Linked DNA regions of Mus musculus: region 1 is linked to region 2. The links are chromatin contacts, called in public Hi-C maps. All regions are on one chromosome and are shown on one strand. The core of a region is the stretch at or near the end of the contact, and the rest is flanking DNA. Distances in the headings are between cores, read along the strand shown. Region 1 overlaps Gm29571 (predicted gene 29571). Region 2 holds the start of Smlr1 (small leucine-rich protein 1).

What was found. A called contact is a pair of places that touch in the nucleus more often than the background predicts.
Region 1: a Hi-C map of liver shows a contact between it and region 2, with 2.1 times the contacts expected there. The contact joins the enhancer-like site here to the promoter of Smlr1 in region 2. A contact is called at or near these places in 4 of 484 Hi-C or Micro-C datasets (the HL-1 cell line, liver and uterus) and 4 of 115 datasets of contacts at active chromatin or transcription factors (embryonic stem cells, hepatocytes, intestinal villus epithelium and 1 more).

The regions. Positions count from the first base shown.
Region 1 is chr10:25,594,689-25,600,141 of GRCm38.p6, forward strand. All of the region lies in intron 3 of Gm29571 (predicted gene 29571), which reads left to right. Among named protein-coding and RNA genes, the nearest start is that of Gm36908, 24 kb to the right of the region's middle. Within about 2 kb of position 2,248, at least 4 of the 459 cell types and tissues checked have an H3K27ac peak or open chromatin away from gene starts, as enhancers often do. A contact at or near this core is called in hepatocytes and liver, where this site is marked.
Region 2 is chr10:25,534,684-25,540,004 of GRCm38.p6, forward strand. It overlaps Smlr1 (small leucine-rich protein 1), which reads right to left and starts at 1,589. Exons shown (of 2, transcript NM_001195596.1): 1 at 1,278-1,589. The coding sequence starts at 1,404. It overlaps Gm29571 (predicted gene 29571), which reads left to right and starts at 1,703. Exons shown (of 4, transcript NR_136909.1): 1 at 1,703-1,986; 2 at 2,590-2,717.

The sequences.
Region 1 (5,453 bases), core at 998-3,497, 61 kb after region 2:
ATCATTAAAGGAAGGCAGGACAGGAACTCAAACAGGGCAGGAACCTGGAGGCAGGAACTGATGCAGAGACCATTGCAGGGGTGGGGTGGGTGGGTGGGTGAGTGGGTGGTGGTGGTGGTGGTGGTGGTGGTGGTGGTTACTGGTTTGCTCCTCATGACTTGCTCAGACTGCTTTCTTATAGAATCTTGGGCCACCAGATCAGGGATGGCACCATCCACAGTGGGCTAGGCCCTCCCTGTCAATTATTAATTAACACAATGCCTAACTGGCTTCTCTGATGGAGGCATTTTCTTCACTGAGGTTCCCTCCTTTCAGATGACCTCAGCGTGAGTCAACTTGACATAAGGATCTCGAGCACACCACTCTTCTGGAAGTTCTCCGTGAGCCCATGCCTTCACTTGGTTTAGAATCGCCAATGCTACAAGGCCATTGTCAGCATTGTGTGGCGCTGCAGAGAGAAAGGCTCCCACTCTCCCCCATCTTCTGCCTCTCTTCCCCTGTTCTTCTGATCATTTCCCAGGAAAGTGTGTCTTGTCTCCTGCAGACATTGATGGCTGTACTCAGACATAGCAATCACATGCTTGTCCTGGTTCTTGCTTGTGAGACAGATTATTTTGTTTTATCCAAAAATTCAGAATCTGCACGGTCTGAAATCATTGGACCATGCCAAATGTGTTCTTCTGTGGCCTGTGGACCTGCTTAGGCAGGATCTGGCTTTTGTTTTGAGTTGTTCTTCGTTTCCTCAGACTCCAATAGTACCCAAAGATCATGAATTCGTTTATACAAACAGCAGTATTTAAATGGGAGGATTGCAGCCCCCTCTATGCCCTTGCTAGCCCAGTCTTTTTAGGGTGAAATAATATTCTTTTGAATATTTATTCATTCATTACCTGAAGGATAACTTGGTGACTTCCAACTTTCGGTAATTATGAGTAAAGCTGCTGCAAACATTCCCGTGTAGTCACTTTCTTGTGTAGACAAATCTTCAGTTTATTTAAGAGAACTACTGAGAAGTGGAACCAATGAGTCAAAGAGCAAGAGAAAAACAATGCAACAATGTGCCATTTTAGAGGTAACTGGGAATAGTCTTCTAAAGTGACTGTATCATTTGTGTCTCTAACAGTAAAGAACGAGATATCTCTGTGTTCCACATTCCCATCATTATTTGGTGGTGTCGACAAGCAGGATTTTGGCCCTTCTGGGAGATGGGTGTGTGGCCATGGATCATAGGTGCTTCAGTCACAATCTCATGAGAACATAGGATTGGGAAAATCTTCTGTGTTCATTTGCCACCTGTCCCTTCCCAGGTGATGTGTCTGTGAGGCCATCTTCTCTTTTTTTGATTGCCAAGCATTCTTTGTTGGCACTCCTTGTGTGTTTCTCACAGCCATCCTTTTATAACATGACTTGCTGTATTATTAACCTTGTTTTATATTTTGTTGTGTTATCAACCTTGTCTGCGTTGTACCTTGCACCAATTGATTATGACTGAGTAATTACAAACCTCAGTTTGTCTGTTGTGATATAGAGTGGGACAAAGTCGAGTTGGCTAAATTTGAAACATGTTTCACAGAACAGAGTATGGGTGTAGGAAATGGAAAATGAGACAAGTTAGCCTTTTAAAATGTCATGTTAAAATCAGGCTGCCACTCTAATGAAGCAAACCACAGGGCCTTTTCTGTAACTTGGAAATCCAGTTCTCTGTCCTAATTTAGAATGAGGCTGCTTCAGTTCTAACTAATGTCTCCAGGCACTTCAACAAGGAACTTTTTTTGCCAAGTAGTTTTTTGATCGGCTTGCAAGAGGAGTTTGCCTGAATTTAAGTAGGCCATGTTTTCTTTCCCATCTCAACAGAAACATGCTTTATTAAAAGCTGAAACAAACGAAATGGAGACTGATTTTTAAAAAAAAGTGAGTCTGAAATGTTATCAAGTTAGTTGCACATTTTTTTTTGTTTTAAGCTTTATTTATGTGTTTTATCTATATGAGTATTCTATTTGTATGCATGCCTGTATGGCAGAAAAGGACATCAGATATCATTATAGCTAATCATAAGCCACCATGTAGTTGTTGGGAATTGAACTCAGGACCTCAGGAAGAGCAGTCAGTGTTCTTAACTACTGAGCCATTTCTCTAGCCCCTAGTTGTACAATTCTTAAAAGTTTCAAATTCAAACGGTAAAAAGCTCCTATACGTGAGACATCACTCTTCTCTCTAGCCCTTGGTGACCTCTCTTTCTTCTGAACATGTGGGCCTGTAGTACAACTGATAGCCACTGTTTGATGTTTATTTTGGAAACATTCTGTTGCCTGATGTTATTTAACTTTCCTCTTTCATTTCCGCAGCTGGGAATTTCATGAATCTGTTTCTGCAGATGCAGAACCCAGAACCAATAGGATATACTTTGCAGATAGAGGTTTGTTTTAAGGATTTGGCTTGTGGGCTTCTGGAACTGGCAGACCCCAGATCTGTAAAGCAGGCTGTGGCTGGCAGTTCAGCTGATGTAGCTAGCTTGAGTTGAAATCTGCAGGGAAAGCCATGGGATTGGAGACTCAGGCAAGGTTCTTGTGTTGCAGTGTGGAGGAAGAATTTCTTTCTGTTTGAATTTGTCTTTCTTGTGACTCTCTTTAGCCACCTGCATGAGGGACATCTGCTTTACCTAGGTCAGATGACTGTGCTAACGACATCCAATAATAAATATGCTTCTACAACAGCTAGTGTTTGACCAAACATCTGAGACAATAATGAGGCACACCAGCATTTGAAAGCTGAAATAACAAAATGTATTTTTGTGTGTGTGTGTGTGGTCTTGATAGTGTTTATTATTAATTGAGTAAGTACATACATGTTCTTAGATGAATAAACACTAACTAGTGTTCTAGTGTACTTAGTGTTCTCTTTTTATGTTGTAAAATTTTGTTTATTGTGTGTCGGTCTGTCTCTGTCTCTCTCACACCTATTTATAAAACTTCCTGCATAAGTATGTCAGTCATATTCATAGTTAATCTTCACAGTGTGTGTGTGTGAGTGTGTGTGTGTGGTGTGTGTGTTTGGGGTGTGTATGTGAGTGTGAGTGTGTGTGTGTGTGTGTGTGGTGTGTGTGGTGTGTGTGTGTGTGTGGTGTGTGTATGTGTGTGTGTGTGTGTGGTGTGTGTGGTGTGTGTGTGGTGTGTGTGGTGTGTGTGGTGTGTGTGGTGTGTGTGTGTGAGTGTGTGAGTGTGTGTGCGTGTGGTGTGTGTGTGTGTGTGTGTGTGTGTGTGTGTGTGTGTGGAGGGTGATGTAAACCATGGTAGGTAGAGGTCAGAGAATAACTTGAGGGGTTTGGTTTTCACTTTGACTTCACTGTATGGGGTCCAGGGGTTGAACTCAGGCTGTCAGGCTTGGGAGCAGGTGCCCCTTATCTATTAAGCAACCTACTTCACCCAGATTTAATTTTAAAATATTCAGAGTATAGACCAACAATACTAATCATGATTGCATGAAAGTTAGCCGTACACAATAATAAAAGGAAATATCATTTAAGGAGACAGAAGCAACCTGAGCAATGGAAAGTGACAGGTGGTGGGCTTGGTCTGCTTTAAGGACAGTGAGAAAACAGACTGTACAGGTGGGTTGTGATGGCTTGAATGAGAAATGTCCCATAGTCTCAGGCATCTGAGTACTTGCTCTAAGTTAGGGGTGCTGTGCTTGGGAGATTAAGAGGTGTGGCCTTGCTGCAAGAAGTATGTCACCTCACTTCCAGTTCCCTCTGTCTGCTTCATGCTTGTGGTTCAAGATGTGAGCTCTTCCCTTTCTGCCTCTTCTGCTGTGCCTGTAGCTGGCTGCCATGCTTCCCTTCCGTGATGGATGCTTATCCCTCTGGAACCACACATCAAGATAAGCCCTTCCTTATTATATAAGTTGTCACAGTGCCTGGGTTACACCCTACTCCCATCCACTCCTCCCTTTGTGATAGTTCTGCTCCCTGTCTAAACAAGCCTGAGATTTGGAAGACATTCACTTAGAAGTTACCTCTTTCTATCCATTCTTGCTATATTCTTCACTTCAGTTGCAAGAACATAGGTTCCAATGGAGAGACAGAGCAAAATTGTTTATGGGGTAACCAACTACTCTCTGGATTAGATTTGAAGTCTGGTGCACAGGGGAGAATTGGTGTCTGGTGCTGCACATGTGGACAAAACCCATGGCTACAGGAAGCCATAGCCTAAAGGAGACCCCACTAATGCTGACTTACTAACTGGTCATATTATCAAAACTGCCTTCTAAATATCTGTTTACATCCATAGATTTGTGCTGGTTCAACCTTTGTCAGGGAAACATCTTATTCAGTGGGTAGTAGTTAATGGAGAGACTCATACTGTCCTAAGTGCTGACAGTAAATGGCTGTGAGTGTCTAGCTGCACATGGGATAGCTATATTAGCCATACCCCCAAGGCTCAGGAAACATGGAAGAAGAGACAGAAAGAATATAAGAGCTGGAGGATGAGAAGGAATCCTGTAGATTGTAGTTCACCTCCACATGAACCAAAGACCTCAATATAAGGCCAGAAACATTGAATCTGATTGATAGGAAAGAAAGTGGGGAATAGTCTTGAACTCATTGGCATGGGGAAAGGCTTTCTGAACAGAACACCAGTAACACAGGCACTAAGATCAACACTTAATAAATGGGACCTCATGAAACTGAAAAGCTGTATGGGAAAAGAGACACCGTCATTGGAACCAAGCATCAGCGTACAGAATGGGAAAAGATTCATACTGATGTGTTAGAATGGTGGGTCACACCTCAACAGCACACTAGGCCAGGACAGTTCTATGTGGAAGAGGTTTCATTGGGAGGGAGAGACAAGGTGGTAGCAGAAAGGAAGGAGGGGGAGAAGAGAGAGAGAGGGAGGAAGAGGGAGAGGGAAAGGAAGAGGTAGTGGTAGAAAGAAAAGAGGGAGAGAGGGAGGGTGAGGGAGAGGGAGAGAGGGAGAGGTGCGTTCCCCTTATTTATATGGAGAATGTCCGTAAACAGCAGGCAGGAAAAGGTGGGAGGTGAGCCAAGTGGATTCTGGGAATACACTGCAAGCCATGCTGTCACCTATGTGATGTCATAGGTTGGGGAGGTCCTAATGCCAGCACTTACCCCCTCCACATCAGATAGAGTACTAATACCCAAAATACATAAAGAACTAAAAAATCCAGATATTAAGAAAACAAATAATACAGTTAAAAATGGGGTACAGAACTTAACAAGGAATTCTCAAAGGAGGAAACGCAAATGCTTAAAAACTCTTAAAGAAATGTTCAGTATCCTTAATTGTCAGTGAGATGAAAACTGAAACTACTTTGAAATGGCTATGATCAATAAAACAAATGAGAGCTCATGCTGGCCAGGATGCGAAGGAAAGTGAAACTTGTCCATTGTGGTGGGAGTGCAAAGAGCCAATATGGAAATCAGTGTGGCTGTG
Region 2 (5,321 bases), core at 339-2,838:
TCTCACTGTACACATGAGCGCCCCTAGTTGTTCGGCTGCTGGGGCCTGATATTAGTAATTACTTAAGAGCACACAGGAATGCTTTGCTTGATCTTGGCGAGTTTTTGTAGACTGAGCAGAGACTTTACAATCGTTTTAAGACAGAGACTCATGTTATAGTCCAGGCTCAACTCAAATTTAAGCAAGTCTCCTGTCTCAGCCCCCTGGGTGCTAGAATCACAGCTGTGTACAACCATACCAGCTTTCAAACTTGTTTTTTTCAGTAGTTTAATATGAAACCGTCCAAATTAAGAAGCGGGTTGACTTTAGTGACGTGCCTAAAATAAGCATTAACCTTTATGGCATCTAGAACTTACTGAAAAACCAAATGAACATGCACCCTCTCAAAACACAGCTCGGCTCCAGAGCAAACAATCTCAGTCCAGGAACAAAACGCCCACAGCAGATCACCTAAAGCTTCTGAATGTATCCCGTGGTTTCCGGTTGGTTGGTTTGTTTGTTTTTTAAATCTACCCATCTTATGGAAAATCTCTGCTGCAGTCCAGATCCAATGTTTTGCGTTGGCTAAACGCCGATAGCACAATGCTTAGAACATTTCTTAAGCAGAAGTTCAGAGGCTGAAGAAGGCATACGCACATGTACATGATCATGGGTGTATACATGTGTGCAGAGTCATGAAAACCTGTGTGTGTGTGTGTACTATGAGTCCATCTTGACCTGCTGTATGCCTCACTTCACGCTTGAATCATTTTCGAGGTTCTGAAGGTTTATCTTGAGAAGGAAGCAGCAGAGATAAGATGTGGGGGTAGTACGATGGACTAGTTCCCACCTGGGCCATTCAAATCCCTTAAGTCTCTCAGCGGCACTCAGTGTCAGTGGGAGCCCAGTGCACGTGTGACTGACAGTAGTCCTTGTGAGGACTATGACATATACACACACATCTGTTACGTGGGGGAGGCAGACCGTGGACAGCATAGAGTCTGATGCCTTGAGAAATAAACAAGCAACCCTATGTCCAATTCGGTGATTCACAGTTGACTGTCTACGGGGAACCACAGTGAAGGACGCCCTATAGCAAGTGGACAAACCCTACGTACCTCATAACTTACAGAGTTGAAAGTATCAAACTTTGCCCCGTTCATCAAGAAAGGGCTGGAGGGTGGGGGAAGAAATCTGTCAATCAAACAGGTACATCTCCCCAGCTTCCCAGAGCACCTGCCGGCTTGGGTGTGTTTCAAGGATGAACCAAACCCTTCCTCGTGGGGTCTCACACTTACCTGCCATCAGTTTGATCCTGAAGTAGGCAAGAAGGAGGAGAAGCAGCAAGGTCACAGGCAGGAAGATCCCCAGGACCAGGACAGGGCCGGGGAGTTCCTGCAAGAAGATTGCCAGCACGGAGCTCATGGTCCCCACTGCTCGGGACAGGCGACTTGGCTCTGCTCTGTGGTTGTCCTTTCCCGAAGTTCTGGCCTTTGCTCATGCTTTTCCATGAAACCTGTTGTGGACTTTGCTCTGGCTTATTAGTGGAGTGAATACTGGAGCGCTGTTGGCAAGTTACTCTGTAACTCAGCTACAGTTGTAGAAGAACCGAAGAGTAAACCTCCCAAGCTGTCCTGGAGATGCGTCTTTGTCTGACAGGAAGTGGGATGGTCCTGGTAGGCTGGGGTTAAATATCTGACTTCAAACAAATGCCCTTCTCTCTATGTGTTTTCACAGAAACCCAGGCCCAGGGAGAACATTTACCCCTCTTCCTACATTTCAGAGCTGAAAATGTCGGAATTGTCATGGTAATGCCCATAGTTGATGTGACAGATACTGAGAAGGAAAAACACGCTTGCCACATGTGAAAACTGCCTGGTTGGTTCTGCTCTGAGTGCCTCTCTGGAGGGCACATTGATGGATTTGACAATCACTTAATTCTACTAGAGCCTGACCTTCAGTCTGGAAGTCAGATATACGCAGCAGAGACGTAGATGATAGCCGCAGGTGAGTGGGGGGGGGGGGGGGTCCAGACAACGGCAGGGCCCTGCCCTTTCCTAACTGCTGCAGCTCACTTTCCTCTCCGCTGTCTACTCATTTGCCTTGGCCCAAAATGCAGGCTGTTATGACAACTCCAGACTTCCAGGATAAGAGACGGCAATAAACTGGCAAATGCCAAGGTTCATGATCATCTATTGACTACCAGTGAGCTGCCTTGTACCAATTTAGGGGAAAACTTCCAAAGCTACTAGACTACTAAGGTTGACTAAAAGACTCATTTCCTAACTCAAAGGATCTTTAGAGACTTTGGAAAAGTTTGGGCTTTTTCTTTTTAAATTTCATTTTTATTTTATGTACATTAGTGTCTTGACTGCACAATATATCTGTTTGAGGGTGCCAGACAGACCCCTGCAACTGGAGTTACCTGCACTCGTGAGCTGCCATGTGGGTGCTGGGAATTGAACCTGGGTCCTCTGGAAGAGCAGCCAGTGTTCTTAACTACTGAGCCATCTCTCCAGCCTCAAGACCGAGGGAAAGTTTGCAGGAGATTGGTAACCACATTCAGGGCTTCACTTCCGACTTGTGTCCCCTCTCTGTCCCACCCCATAGGCTGCTGCTGGTGGGAAGCTGACAGAGTCCACTTTAAAGGACTGCCTTCAGTACCATCTACATTCTTCTACCTGGGACTGTGTGTGGCCATGCGGACAGGCTCTCACCTTCACTAAACAATTCAACTGGTAAGGGTAAAGGGGCCGGGGGGGGGCTTGCCTGGCATCCCTGAGTAAGTAACAAAGTTGGAAGGAGAGTGTTAGAACACCAGTATTGAGCCTGCATTCATTGAATGTATTTCCTTCTCTTCCTCTCTCCACAGAGGGCTGCTGCTGCTGTGGTTTGTGCATGCTCTCTGTTGAGATGGTTATTTGGTGCTTATTCAGCTGGGCTAGAATGCTGATTTGTAAAGTGTCAATCTTCAGAGAACCTTCATTAACTGGAGGCAAACAGGTTTGATGTTAGCCAGCTGCTAGGATGGATGTTCTGTATCCACCCACTCGGCAAGGCTTACCTGAATGCCTAGGCTTCGTTGAGTGTGGAGAAGAGGCAATGTGAATAACAGCGCTTAGCCCCAGATTCACATAGAAGCAAAGCTCTGGGGCGGCGCTGACTCGTTCCAATGAGAGGTCTGGGCTGTTCACAAAAAGTTCTCAGTGTCTGGAGCCTGAATAGCTGAAGCAGTCAGCTCAGATGCACATAAGCCCGAAGCATGGCAGGTCTGCGGAGAAAGGGAAAGAATAGACAGGGGCAGAAAGGCAGAGCTCATGTGGAGTTGAAGCTGGAAAGAGAGGTATTGGAGCTTATAGACTCTTTAGCCCTACTCAGGACAATGTTATGTGGACAGGGAGAGCCACCAAAGGTCTTTGAATGTAGATTTGCATGGACTTAGAAAGTATTTGACAACCCTTTAAGGAATAGAAGGAGAGATAACACTGGCTTAGTATGTCTCAAGGTGGACTCAAAATGCAATGGATGTGAGCTAGAAGTCAATAGTACAGAAGGGAGTGGGGACAGAGAGATAAGAACAGTTCTCATGGAATAATTGAGTGGGTAGAGGTGGATGCTACCAGTGCCTCCAGCCACCGTGGTACCTACTTTCTGTCTGGCTGAGCATGAGTTTATGATTTCTTTTGGTTTCCATGGTAAACTTATAAAGAACTTCATTTTACAGACGGAGAAATGAGGTCAAAAGCCTAGCCAGTGGCACATCCCTGTAAATTCCAAAGCTAGGCTTTCCGTTCCAGAGAACGTTCTCATCCATAATGACATGTCTGGCGTGTAATGGCAGTGGCCAGGAGATGGAAAGAAACTTAGACCTGACCCCAGGCAAGGCCACAGGTTTGGGTAGGGAAGATACACAGGGTTGTGTAGACGGTATGCTTTAAATGGTGAAGAGTCAGCTGGCCAGTGAGGACCAGGTAGAAAGGCAGAGTTCAAGGCAGGGGACCACACTCAGACTTTGCCACTGTGAGAGCAGCATATTCTTGTGTGTGTGTTCATTAATTAATTACTTATTCTTTTTATATCCTAATTGCTGCCCACCCCCTCAGAGTCCCTTCCCTCAACCCTCCTCCCATCTTCTCTGAGATTATGATGATCCCCTGGGTATCCCCCCACCCTGGTGCATCAACTTTACAGGATTAGGCACATCCTCTCTCACTGAGGCCAGACAAGGCAGCCCAGCTGGGAAACAGATTCCACAGACAGGCAGCAGCTTTAGGGACAACCCCTGCTCCAGTTGTTGGGTGACCTACGTGGAGACTGAGCTGCACATCTGCTACATATGTCCAGCCTGTGTGTGCTCTTTGGTTGGTGGCTCAGTCTCTGAGAGCCCCAAGTATCCAGGTTAGTTGACTCTGTTGGTCTTCCTGTGGAGTTCCTATCCCCTTTGGGGCCTGCAATCCTTCTCCCAACTCTTCCATAAGAGTCCCCAAGCTCTGTCCAGTGTTTGGCTGTGGGTTTCTGTGTCTGTCTCAGTCAGCAAACAGCACACTTTTACCAGGTTTCTTGCTATGGAGGAATAACCATTAGTATAACTAGAAAAATCTGCATTGGTGGAGATAGAGTATAAGACAGGGGACTAAACTGTACTGTTGGTTTCCTTGGTGACAAATGTTCCCTCTGCTGACTTACATGATATAAGGCACAAGCAATTTACAGAAGTTGGTATTTAGGATAAAATTCCTGACTTCTGCCATGCTGTCTCCTACAGAGGACTCTTAGTGACAGCTGGCCAAGAGTCTCTGTAGCTAACTCTGACCTATGGAAGCAAATGCCAAAGCTACCAGCCATCTGATTTGGATTTTCCCTGAGTTTGAGCCATGAAGAGTGATTCATAGCAGTCATATGCTGGAGAGCAAGGAAAGTTCTCAAGTTCATCAGCAGAAGGTGCCAGAGCGCTGTAGACTGTTTTCTAGGGCATCAGCTATGAACAGCCATGGAGCAGTAGCCAGTTCCAAATACAGAAGCAGAGACGAAGCTAACGAATGTCTGTTGAAGTGGTTTCATTATGTGGGCGATAGTTTGTTGAAATGGAAATTCTCTCACAATGTTAAGTCTGTGTGTACCAGTAGGAGAGCCTGTATTTCTTTCTCTGGCTCTAACTGACCTTCTGAACTTTGCTTATCAGCCTATGCCAATTAAAGTAATACCACTTGACAGCAATTCCACAGTACATACAAAATTAAAGGCTCTGAAATGAGGAGAGGGTTAGGTTACAAGCAATAGAATGACCTCTACTGTGTGGACTCGGACCAAAGCCCCATCGGCCTTTGTCATTCACACTTGAA